3 separate regions of the Mus musculus genome follow, and regions 1 and 2 are each linked to region 3. A link is a contact called in public promoter capture Hi-C data. All regions are on one chromosome and are shown on one strand. Each heading gives the region's core, a stretch centred on a gene start, on an enhancer-like site or on the middle of the called end of the contact. The rest is flanking DNA. Distances are from core to core; before and after follow the strand shown.

Evidence for each region. Capture Hi-C pulls out chosen DNA fragments and counts their contacts.
Region 1: a contact with region 3 is called in a promoter capture Hi-C map of adipose tissue. The contact joins the promoter of Zfp759 here to the promoter of Zfp595 in region 3. A contact is called at or near these places in 17 of 39 promoter capture datasets (the 3T3-L1 cell line, 3T3-L1-derived adipocytes, the C10 cell line and 12 more), 16 of 484 Hi-C or Micro-C datasets (the C2C12 cell line, CD4 T cells, the G1E-ER4 cell line and 11 more), 6 of 115 datasets of contacts at active chromatin or transcription factors (bone marrow-derived macrophages, embryonic stem cells, large pre-B cells and 2 more) and 4 of 9 other capture datasets (adipose tissue, liver, macrophages and 1 more).
Region 2: a contact with region 3 is called in a promoter capture Hi-C map of liver. The contact joins the promoter of Zfp58 here to the promoter of Zfp595 in region 3. A contact is called at or near these places in 5 of 39 promoter capture datasets (cranial neural crest, liver, maxillary cranial neural crest and 2 more), 6 of 484 Hi-C or Micro-C datasets (Sertoli cells, cerebral cortex, double positive thymocytes and 3 more), 8 of 115 datasets of contacts at active chromatin or transcription factors (bone marrow-derived macrophages, cardiomyocytes, effector CD8 T cells and 4 more) and 4 of 9 other capture datasets (adipose tissue, embryonic stem cells, liver and 1 more).

Annotation. Positions count from the first base shown.
Region 1 is chr13:67,126,539-67,130,660 of GRCm38.p6, forward strand. It overlaps Zfp759 (zinc finger protein 759), which reads left to right and starts at 1,690. Exons shown (of 4, transcript NM_172392.3): 1 at 1,690-1,776. The coding sequence starts at 1,771.
Region 2 is chr13:67,498,265-67,502,645 of GRCm38.p6, forward strand. It overlaps Zfp58 (zinc finger protein 58), which reads right to left and starts at 2,258. Exons shown (of 4, transcript NM_001007575.2): 1 at 2,107-2,258.
Region 3 is chr13:67,329,865-67,334,096 of GRCm38.p6, forward strand. It overlaps Zfp595 (zinc finger protein 595), which reads right to left and starts at 2,696. Exons shown (of 5, transcript NM_177622.3): 1 at 2,603-2,696. The coding sequence starts at 2,608.

The DNA of each region.
Region 1 (4,122 bases), core at 440-2,939, 200 kb before region 3:
CTTCCCAGTGCTCTACCCCAGATATTTGCTGTTTCTCCTGGCCACAGGCTCATGGTCCATCTGTCCCAGGGCATCTTCATCCTCTTTCCCCATTTCTCCTTGTCCTGGTCTCTCTTTCTTCTCTCTCTTCTCCACCCCCTACCAGGTAACTCAATACCCGCCCTCCACAAATCCCTCCAGTAATTGGCTGTAGCCAATTTGATTTATCCCATAGTTTTAAATCAAGGATGAAGGTTTGTGCCACAGAACCATGTAAATATGAGAAGTCAGCTGTAGTACTAGATCTTGGATACAGAATTTAGCATTACAATACATAGCAACAGACCAGATCTCAACACATAACATATATTGGAAAACTAGCTATGCTCAGAAATACTAACTTTTGTGGTTTCTGTCAATGCCCTTCACTGCAGCATTCAGGAGGAGGACAGACCAGTCATGACACTTGCCAATCAAGTACAGGTACATGTATTGTTCCTTGACTCTAATTTTTCTAATTTGAGGAAGCCGTTCTGCATTCCTGGATAAACATACTCACTGGAAAAGAAGAATTAAATATGGACTCGGCACAGTATCTTCTTTGAAACAGCTTCTTTTTGAATCATTAGGATTCAGGGAAGTAGGAAGTCTTTTCTGTAACAGGGTTTGTAACTTTGACTCAACCATGAACTGCACAAGAATAAACCTTCCCAAGAAGAGACATGAATTCTCAATACTCTATGTTTCCAGTGTAACTCCTTTAATACAGTGATCTCATTAGACAGTATTATGAATATTTCTGATATCTTTGTATTCAAGAAGAAAATATCTCAGTGTTCTGTTTAGGAGAAGTGAGGGAAATTCAAGACAGATAACACTAATGTTCAAATATTGTCAAATATGACCGATGACAGGATCAGTGCAGAGACAGAAAAATCAATAAGGAACATCAAACCTAAGGCAGGGGGAAATCCTATAGTGCACAGTGGATTAAGAGTTAGTACACACGCCGGGCGTGGTGGCGCACACCTTTAATCCCAGCTCTCCGGAGGCAGAGGCAGGCAGATTTCTGATTTCGAGGCCAGCCTGGTCTACAGAGTGAGTTCCAGGACAGCCAGAGAAACCCTATACAGAGAAACCCTGCCTCGAAAAAAAAGAGTTAGTACACACATCATTGTGATCCCAGTAACTCTGTCCCGCCCCTTGGGAGACATACAGAAGAGAAAAACCAGTGGAGTGCTCAGAAAACATCTGCTGGTGACTAGCTTTGATTTCTAATTCTTCTATCTTAAGCGACTAGGATGGTTTCAATAGAATCGTAAAGAGATAATGCTCACTCCTACATTAACTTCCTGCTTCCACATTCTTAAATAAAGCAGATCATGAAAGCATGAATTTTCCATTTGTTAATAAGATTCTATAGTAGGTCGGAGTTTTTAAATCAAAATGTTTTATCAGAGATAACATGGAAACCTGATAGGCGGGATTAATGTGAAAGGTTCAGCTCACAGGCAAACATTTCGTGCCGTGACCAAGGACTGTAAAAGAGCCCAAATTCCCTGTGCATGTCCATGTGCACCTGCTCTCAGTGGACTGTAATCCAGGCAGTGTACAAAACCTCTTCAGTGGGTTCCCGGAAGTCCTTCCAATTGATTTGTGGGAAATGTAGTCCCGGCCCCTGTGACGGCATCAGAAAGTGCTGTCAGCATCAAATTTCCATATTCTTTCGTCAAAGGTCGCTTCTCAAATTTGTGCAGTTGTCCTGTTGAGCGCTGCATTTGGATTTCTGACATGGAGGTTGGTGCAGGGAACAGCACCATCTTGCAGATATGAGGGACTGTGCAGGGTGGCGGGTAGGGCACGGAGAGTGCCGGCTTGGGCTTGTTGTGAGACAGGAAGCTGCTGACCTGGAGATGCTGTGCTGACCTAGGCTGGGTCACTGTCCCTGGGCACAGGTTTGATGAGGAGAACGTTAGAAACTACAGGATGGCAAGGGCAGGCAGGGTCTGCACACTGCCTGTGCCTGCGATGCTGACCAGAGCTCAAGCATGTTTAAAGGGAAACGTGCTCGGCCTAGTTGACCCATTCTCACTGGCTGTAGTCAGATTCTCTGGACATACAGAACACGGGGACATCTACCGCCCCCTATACGTCATGTCCTGGAGACTACTCCTTGTTTGAGTTCACACAGCTTTCTAAAGTTCCTAGTGTCCAGGGACAGAGAGTCCTGTGACGGTGATTGTTGTGTGGGGTGTTAATTACTTTTCCTTTGGAATGAATTGTTAGATTTATGGATGCCTTGGTTAGAGTGGGAATTTCTAATAGACATCTCAGTGACATGATTCCTCACAATACATGGCTGTATAGCCACAGAATAATCTTGTAATTGGTAACATCCCGTGTTTGCACAATCTATGTAATTATGGATTTTACACAGATTAAAAATGACTAGACAGTAATACCTCAACGGTTCTGAGTATGTTTGTGTTCTGAGTATGTGTTCTGTCCAGTATTTGGACTTCTTTTCAGATGTGAGAGATAGATGACTTGGTGTGATGAGAGAAAGATCGCTGGGAGGAGCTGGAAAGTCTGAAAGGGAAGGAGGAAATATCTCTGCTCATCTGCCAGGCTCTGTACATTGTTCTCTTTAATCTGGCAGGATCTGGATATTGTCTCATCATGTGATTTTCTTATGTATGTTCCTATTATTGGCAGTGTTCGAACTCTCTTAAATTTTCCCTGTCCCTCAATGTGACTTTCAGGTTTACTGATGCACCCTTAATAGTTTTAGGAAGAAGTCTTCAAATTTTTCAACTGTATTAGAAAGGCTGCAAGATAAATTTCAAAACCTGTGGCATACTTGGGAACTTATGATTTGCATATAGTAGGTTCCTGTTCATGCAAAATGCATAGTTGTCCTTTTGAAGAGTTAAGAGAATAGTTTAGTCCAGAGCCATTTTTGTAGCCATGATCTGAGAACACAGGTTTAATTAATCCAAATTCCATGCTCCAACATGAAATCTATTTCATGGTTTTACAGAACAAAGAATGTCATTAACCTAAGAAAGCTTAAAATACATTGGTGTAAGTCTGATAGAGGTATGTATATGTACCTTGAGATATGGGAGATATTCTATTCACCTAAGATACCATCTGCTGAGATTTTAGCTTTTGGGTTGATAGAATCTCATGTTCTGCCTAGTCAGTGGATTCTGAGAGGTTTTTATCTATTAACAAGCTGTGTGGTCCACTACATAGTGAGGCAAGGACTGTCCCTGAAGGGAAAATCAGCCCAAGACAGCTAACCCTGAACCTGCAGAATTCCAGGCTCTGCCCCTCAGTGAACTTCCACGTGGGCCATCAGTCTCTGCACACACAGACTCCTTACAAGAGTTTTGCATTCACAACATACACACAGGTTTTCTTTGTGTGTTTGTTTTTTCAGGGTTTCTTCTCCACATCCCCTCCTCCATCTCAGGCGATCTTGCTTATACTGTCCTCAGTCAAACCAAGCTTTAGTGAGCTGGAGATAAACAAGATAAACAAGATTGAGGGACACTGGATCCAGCTAACCAACAGAAACAGGACCCAAATGATTAGATTCAGAAATGAACAGGGAGATTTTACAACAGATACCAAAAACTTCAGACTATCATAAAGGGATATTTTGAAAATCTGTCCAGTGTAATTGGAAAATCTAAAAGACATCACTCATATCTACTTGTTGTAGACAACTTTGTACTGGCTAGTTTTGTCTCAACTTGACACAGGCTGGAGTTATCACAGAGAAAGGAGCTTCAGTTGGGGAAATGCCTCCACGAGATCCAGCTGTAAGGCATTTTCTCAATTAGTGATCGTGGGCAGGGGGGGGGTCCCTTTGTGGGTGGTGCCATCTCTACATCAAGCTGGTAGTCTTGGTTCTATAAGAGAGCAGGCTGAGCAAGCCAGGGGAAGAAAACCAGTAAAGTAGCATCCCTCCATGGCCTCTGCATCAGCTCCTGCTTTCTGACCTGCTTGAGTTCCAGTCCTGACATCCTTTGGTGATCAACAGCACTGTGGAAGTGTAAGCTGAATAAACCCTTTCCTCCCCAACTGCTTCTTGGTCATGATGTTTGTGCAGGAATAGAAACCCTGACTAAGTTG
Region 2 (4,381 bases), core at 1,008-3,507, 170 kb after region 3:
GTGTTTCTCAAGTTTATCTCATGCATACGTATTTGGTTTCTATTCAATTCTGTCCAAATAACATCTGTAATTTTTCTCAATGGCCTCTGACATCATCACTTAGACGACCAAGACCTGGACGCCATTATCCAGCATACTTCCCCTTCCGAGTTTCCAAGAATGGCCTGTGTTACACAGCAAGGTTAGTAGCAAGCAAACCAGTAATGCCACTTGTCAAGCCGTCACTTGCACATGTTAGCATACACCAAAAAGATTCTAGAAGAACCAGGTGGGACTGGACACTACAGGGCACTAACGTCCCAACGGAAGGTTCCCAATGGAACCTACTTTCCCAAGAGGAAGGAATGACATGTTGTTTTACTGGTTGTCTTAGTCAGGGTTTCTATTCCTGGACAAAACATCATGACCAAGAAGCAAGTTGGGGAGGAAGGGTTTATTCAGCTTACACTTCCACACTGCTGTTCATCACCAAAGGAAGTCAGGACTGGAACTCAAGCAGGTCAGGAAGCAGGAGCTGATGCAGAGGCCATGGGGGGACTTTTTTTTTTTTACTGGCTTGCCTCCCCTGGCATGCTCAGCCTGCTCTCTCATAGAACCAAGACTACCAGCCTAGAGATGGCACCACCCACAAGGGACCCTCCCCCCTTGATCACTAACTCGGAAGGGGAAGTATGCTGGATAATGGCGTCCAGGTCTTGGTCGTCTAAGTGATGATGTCAGAGGCCATTGAGAAAAATTACAGATGTTATTTGGACAGAATTGAATAGAAACCAAATACGTATGCATGAGATAAACTTGAGAAACACAGATTTTCATTACTCTGTCTTATGGGGCTTTAAAAGTTGCAGTCATTGAGAAAATGCCTTATAACTGGATCTTGTGGAGGCATTTCCCCAACTGAAGCTCCTTTCTCTGTGATAACTCCAGCCTGTGTCAAGTTGACACAAAACTAGCCAGTACACTGGTTGATGCCACATGTAAATCTGGCTCTCATTCCCCACGTGAGGAGCAGGAGCAGGGTTTCTGTTTTGGCTAACTAGAGATGCATTCTACACACTTTGATGTGCAGTGTAAGGAAGGAGAAGCCATGCAAGAGGCAGAAAAGCAAGGGAGGGGTGTAAACCACTGTGGCTGCTTCAGACAAGGAGAATTCCAGAATGGGAATGAGGTCCGTTTACCTTAAATTACATAAATGCATAACGTTCTTTAAGTTCTCCCTCACCCTGCTGACCTCACACAAACGCTTAGCAGCCTAAAACAAGGTGAGCTTTCCCCCCACTGCTCCGGGGGTCCCTGCTAATGGACTGGCTCAAGTTCAAGACCAGATCGAAGAATGTTTGTACAACAGTTGTGGGCCAAGTAGACATCCTGTCTTTCTTGAAAAGTAATCAACCAAAACTTAGGGATGGAACCCTTCAAAGGCTTAAGAAACGCCAGCCCTGAAGGTGAAGCGGGACATCAGCTTCCCCACCCCTCACTCTGCCTGCCAGTGGTTGCTTCTCTCCATGTGCCCACCGCACCTGTTTTCCCTCAGCCCTAGTCAAAGCTTTTCTTTATCAGGTGATTCTGGTAGATTTGTCCACGGTGCCCCAGAATTTCCCAGCTACGACCTGTTGTGTCTCTGATTTTTTTCTTACCCGTTTAATTCACCGACTGGCCGAGAAAAACGATGACAATCCTTGATCATACCGGCGTGCTGTGAAACGCTCGAGAGGCAGAAAACCCACCTATTTTAGATGAACTGAGAAAACCTCAAGATTCATCTGAGAGTGAGGTTCAGCTAGTAACAAAGTCTCCCCAGCCAAGCGGGAAAGTGAGCTCTCAGCACCGCCTGAGATGCAAGTTCGTCAGCTGACCCACCAAGCCTGATCTTTACACCATACCCCACTCCCGTGCAACCATCCTGCACTCCTGTCCCAGAAGCCCACGGTAGACTCGCGTTGTGCTCAGAGTTCTGACAAACATCAATCAGGGCACCGTCAGACACGCCCTCTCCCCAGCCCTGACCAGTATCTTTATGGACCAGAATGTAAGGACAGCGCAGGTCAGTTTCTCCCGACCTCCCACCCATCGCTGCTCTACTCGCTGCCAGATGGATCCCCGCACCTCGAACAATGCCTCAGGCTGCGCTGCTCCCTGGACCAACCTCTACGTCAGCGATGCAACTCGAGAGCTGAGCAGGACAGCACTCTCACCCAACTTTGGAGAAACAGCACACTTTCAGACTCAATTAAATACTGTTTCCGGAGCAGGTCCCTGTGACGACACAGTGGCCAGACTACAATTCCCACAAGTCTGTGCGAAGAATTTCCCGGAAATCAGCTAGGGCTGTTCCTGGATTTGTCACTGGCAACCCACAGGAGTGTATGAGAGAAAGAAGCCTACTATGCTTGACAGCCATTGGGAAGTCAGGCTGGTTTTCATCTCCAGATCCACAACATGAGATATATGAATATGAGTCGAGCCTTTGACAGAAATATTAGGGTTTCAGGTCCTTTCCTGTCCATGTGTTGTGATTTTAATCTTACTACTCCTTGAAAAAAAAAATCAGCACGACGAAGCAATCACTAGTGTGGGAATAAAAAAATATCTTTTAAAGATGATTTTTCAAACCAGCATTGATGTGCCTTATTATGCTCTTAGCTGCCTGGTGGCTTATGGAAGAAGGACCCAGGATCCAAGGTTGGATTGGGCTATTTATAGAGACCTTATTTCTAAATAAGATGGATAGGGAGCTAGTTTAAGGTAAAAGCCTTTGGGTGTAATGGCTTTGGCTCAACACTATGCTACATAAATAATTCTTGTTCTTCTGTACTGATACCCGGTGTGAGTCATATATATATCAGATTCTACAACTGGTAAAACTATTCCTGTGAACATTGGAACCCATACAGTACAGGAAGTGGGCCAAGACCACACAGGTGGTTTTAATAATTGAACAAAGTTAAGTTCAGCTCTTGAGATGAAAGGAAAGACCATCCAGAGACTGCCCCACCTGGGGATCCATCCCATATACAACCACCAAACCCAGACACTATTGCATATGCCAGAAAGATTTTGCTGACAGGACCCTGATATAGCAATCTCTTGTGAGGCTATGCCAATGCCTGGCAAATACAGAAGTGGATGCTCCCAGTCATCTATTGGATAGACCACAGGGCACCTAATGAAGGAGCTAGAGAAAGTAGCCAAGGAGCTAAAGGGGTCTGCAACCCTATAGGAGGAACAACAATATGAACTAACAAGGATCCCCCACCCCAGAGCTGTGCAGGACCCTTCATTAATGTATCCTTTACAGGGAGGCACATGACCTGACTGTGTAGTTTTATCTAGCTCAGAATGGTAACTCCTTTAAAAGGTTGTTCAATGGACTGCATTATATGACGTTATACATAATCCAAATATTTCCCAAGTTCCTCTCTACAAAGCAGAGGTTTTCTATCCATGTATGCATATATGGAATGTTTCCTATTTACCTATGGAACTTGTGCCTTTTGGCTGTTGTACTGGCTGGTTTTGTGTCAACGTGACACAAGCTGGAGTTATCACAGAAAAAGGAGCTTCAGTTGAGGAAATGCCTCCATGAGACCCAGCTGTAAGGCATTTTCTCAATTAGTGATCAAGGAGGAAAGGCCCCTTGTGGGTGGTGGCATCCCTGAGCTGGTAGTCTTGGGTTCTATAAAAAAGCAAGATGAGCAAGCCAGGGGAAGCAAGCCAGTAAGGAACATCCCTCCATGGCCTCTGCATCAGCTCCTGCTTCCTGACCTGCTTGAGTTCCAGTCCTGACTTCTTTTGGTGATGAATAGCAATGTGGAAGTATAAGCTGAATAAACCCTTTCCTCCCCAACTTGCTTCTTGGTCATGATGTTTTGTCCAGGAATAGAAACCCTGACTAAGACAGCTGTCCACCTTCTGGACTACTTTGATGATTATTCTTTACTTGGTTCCAAGTCATCTGCCTATGCTTCACATGCTGATAATACTGAAAGTCTCTCTCTCTCTTGGACAAGATTAAATTGAGTTTTTATTTAGCAATGTCTAGCTTGTGAGCATTCTAATTCAAAGAAATAAAAAAGGCATCATAGAAGATCCAGCTCAGTTTTCTGCTCTACAGATGTAAGTGGTAGAGGGGAAATGCTTTTAAGCATGCCCCACTTGTTATCTTGTTCACACTACAAACTGTAAATATGCCACCTCATCACATACATCCTTGTAAATAGAGGCACCCTTCCTTTTCATTCTTCTAGTCTCTGTGTCAGTTTCCCTTTCTGTTGCTATCAAGAATACCCTGACCAAAAGCACCTTGGTCAACACCAAAGTGATTATTTGGCATACAGGTTATGGACCACATCAAGAGTGGATTCTTTTTTGTTTTTTGGTC
Region 3 (4,232 bases), core at 1,446-3,945:
TTAGAAGTGGATATTAGCCATAAATTAAAGGATATACGTGCTGTAATATACAGATCCAAAGAAGCTAAGTAACAAGGAATGTTTAAGGAACAATGCTTGGATCTCACTCAGAAGTGGAAATAAAATAGTCATCAGACGTGGATGGACAGTTGGACGTGGGCAGGGAATACGATAGGGAGATTCTGGGAGAGAGGACCAGAAGAGTGAATGGAATTTGATGGTGGGCAGGGGAAGGGGGGATCTCTGGAAAAAGTCTGAGATCAGGGATGCAAGAGGCTCCATGGATTCTATGGGGGTGACTCTGGCTGAGTTCCTAGCAGTGGGGAATTTGGAAAGTAAAGTGGCTTTCCCCTGTAGTCAGGTAGGGTTCCAATTGAAAAGATAAGGACACCAACCTGTGAAGAAAACCTTAGACACAAAATGTGTCATACCTACAAATAGTACAGGGAGAAAGACAGAGAAGAGACAGGAAATGACCAACCCCTGATTACCCCCAATTTGCAACCCCTTTTCTGGGCAAGAACCAATGCCTAACACCATTACTAATACTCTGTTTAGTCTTGCAGACAGGAGAATGGTATCTACCAGCATCTGACAGAAACAGATGCAGAGAACTACAGCCAAATATTACAAGGAGCTCAGGGACACTCGTTGAAGAGTAGGGGGAAGTATTGTAGGATCAGGAGTGGCTATGGGCTCCACAAAACACCAACATAGTCAGTCTGATTCATATCATCAGTCACAGTAACATTAGGAGGAAATAAGAGCCTGCAAGAAAAAGGTCAGGACTGCAAGCATAGGAGACTGGACTCCTCCCTGAGGAAAAGGAAGAGGAAGAGGAAGAGGAAGAGGAAGAGGAAGAGGAAGGAATCCCACAGATTACTGTCTGGATGGTGGTGATACCATATGTGAAGTACAGTGGTAGATGTGGTTATCATTTTCCATCTGTAGAGCCAGAATGCTGTTCTGGGAAAATTCATTTAAAATCATAAGAAACCACCAGGGGGGTAATGACAGAAAACAACAGAGAAGATGATGCAAAGATGACAACCATTCCCTGCAAATACAGAGGAATACTCAAGCCAGACAAAGATGGAATCCTTTCCCACACAAGAAATGCAATCAGGTTTCTAACCCCAAACACTAGTCATTAACAGAAGGATACTAGTGAAAATTTGGATGTAACATTTCAAATACATTCGACGGAACTTCTTACAGCCCATTTGTAAGTTTTCATAATTAGAAGATGTCAATTGGATGGATTTCTATCAGGGCACTGGTGCTCAGAACTGAGACCAACCAGAAGTAATTACCACGTAGAAAAAGAAAAGCTATGTTCTAAGAATCTTTTTAAAACACATGGTCTCATGTAGCCTAGGCTCACTTTGAGTTGGCTATAAAGGAGACGATGATTTTGATTCTCTGGATTCCTGACTCCTCCCCAAAAAGCAGAAGTGACAGAAATGTGTCATAGAATTACACTTAAGTTCTCTTTTCTGTCATAGAGCTGTTTAATTAAAAATATATATGAACATAAGGTGCCTATAAATTGTATATGAGCACAATGCTGTACTCTCTCTACTTTGTAAGGAACATGTTTTGATGTACAAGGCAGCATTGCGATTCCGACTTCATATACTGTTATTTTTTTTTTCTACAGATTAGCAAAGTTAACGAGGAAATGTCTGTTATCCTAGGTATGGTTAGAAACTCATTGAAAATCCCAGTAGATAGGACAAGGTGGTCTGAAGCCCATGATTTCTGGGAGTAGACTTGAATGCCACGAGCCAGGCTCTGGCTCACTAACCCTTGGTTTGACTGAAAAGTGACAATATAAGCAAGATCACCTGAGATAGGGGGGAGGGCTGTGGTGGAGAAACCCTGAAAAAAACAAACACACACACACACACACACACACATCAACTCATCTTTTATATTTGAAAAGGAGTCCAAATTTTGGACAGAACACTTATTAAGAGGATTATTGTCTAACGATTTTTAAGCAGAAGGGCAAATTCCATATTTGGGCAAACACTGGTTCATACCAGTTACAAAATTACTCTGTGTCTATGTAGCCATGTATTGTGATGATTCAGGTATAGGATTGTACCTTCAGAATTCTTTTCAACTCGAGGCATCCATAAATCCAACAATTCATTGCAAAGGAAAAGAAACTAACATTCCATAAAACAATCACCCTCACAGGTCTCTCTGTCCCTGGACATCAAGAACTTTAGGAAGATTTGTGAGATCAAACTGGAGTAGTGGACGGGATATAAAGTTTAGTAGGCACTAGACGTCCACGTGTTCTGTATGTCCCGAGAATCTGACTACAGCTATGTAGGCACAGGCAGAGCACGTTTCCCCAGTAAAGATGAGTGCGCTCCCTTCAGCATCTCAGGCAGAGGCAGTCAGCAGACCCAGCCTGCCCTTGCCATCCTGTTGTTTCCAACCTTCTCCCCTTCAAACCTGTGCCCAGGGGCAGTGGCCCAGCCTAGGTCAGCACAGCATCTCCAGGTCAGCTCAAATCATCTTCAGCGCCCGACCAGCCACCCTGCACAGTCCCTCAGATCTGCAAGATGGCGCTGTTCCCTGCACCAACCTCCATGTCAGAGATCCAAACGCAGTGCTCAACAGGACAGACGCCTAACTTTGGGGAGAAGCTTAAGTTTGAAAATCAAATGCGGAAGTTTGATAAGAACAGCCAGCCTTTTGGTGACGTCAACGTGGTAGGGACTACATTTCCCACAAGTCAGTGCGAAGAACTTCCAGGAACCCACAGAACTAGTTTGTTGTCCGCCAGAATTCCTGCCACCCGTGAGTAGGTTAAGTTAGGAATAAACAAGGATCTGCAGATGGGCAGACACGGGCATTTGGACTCTTAAAGTCCGGTGGTCGCAGCACCCTATGTTAGCCTGTGCATCGAACCTTTTACAGTGATGTTTACCACGTTTCCTAGTTATTTCTGCTAGGACGCTGTGGTTTTAAAGGAATTTAAAGTATTTTACTACCATATGGAAAATTCATCAGTTACTTAAAAATATGGAAGCTAATTTAGGACTGAGCATTATCTCTTGAAGATGCTCTTGAAACCATCCTTGGTGACCCTGATTGTCTTGCAGCATCTCAGGTGGTTAAGAGAAACAAATTAAAATTCAAAGCTAATTACCACCAGGTGGTTTCTGAGCACTGCTTTCCTCCCCTGCATCTCTCCCAAGGGGAAGGGGGCAGGCAGACAGAGCTCTTGGGATCACAGAGGTATATGTACAGAGAGACAGGAAAATTAATAAGGAACATCAAAACCTAACACAGGAAATTCTATAGTGCACAGTGGACCAAGGCTAGGCCACTATCCCTGGGCACAGGTTTGAAGGGGAAAAGGTTGGAAACAACAGGATGGCAAGCGTCCTTGGTCCATTGTGCACTATAGGATTTCCTTTGTTAGGTTTGATGTTCCTTATTAATTTTCCTGTGTCTCTGATGATCCTGTCATCATTCATATTTCACCATATTTGAACATCAGTGGTATCTGCCTTGAACTTCCCACATTTCTCTGAAGCAGAACATCAAGATAACTCCTTCTTGAATACAAAGGTATCAGAAATGTGTTCATATAACTGTCAAATGATATCACTGTATTAAAGAAGTTACACTGGAAACATGGAGTATTGAGAATTCCCATCTCTTCTTTGGAAGGCTTATTCTTGTGCAGTTCATGCTTGAGTCAAAGTTACAAACCCCATTGCTAGCTCCCTGGGAGCAGTAGTATGCTAGCAGCCTTCAGATGAACATGTAGAACTCTCAGCTCCTCCTGTACCATGCGTGCCTGGATGCTGCCATGTTCCCTCCTTATTATTGGACTGAACCTCTGAACCTGTAAGCCAGCCCCAATTAAATGTTGTCTTTTATAAGACTTGCCTTGGTTGTGGTGTCTGTTCACAGCTCTAAAACCCTAAGACAACTAGGCTATGTACTATTTACTGAACTAAGACAGGAGTTGGTACCAGGAGTGGGGTATTGTTGTGATAGGCATGACCACGCATTTGTCTGGAAGAATGTGGATTTGGGGACTTTGGATTGGGAAGCAGTAGAATGCTTCAAATGGGGCTGAAGGGGCTATCCTAGAAAGAATATGAAAGACTTTGTTGCTGATAGTGATGTGGCCTACAGACAGTTTTTGTGGTATTTTGGTGAAGAATGTGGCTGCTTTTTGTCCTTGTCTGATGAGTCTA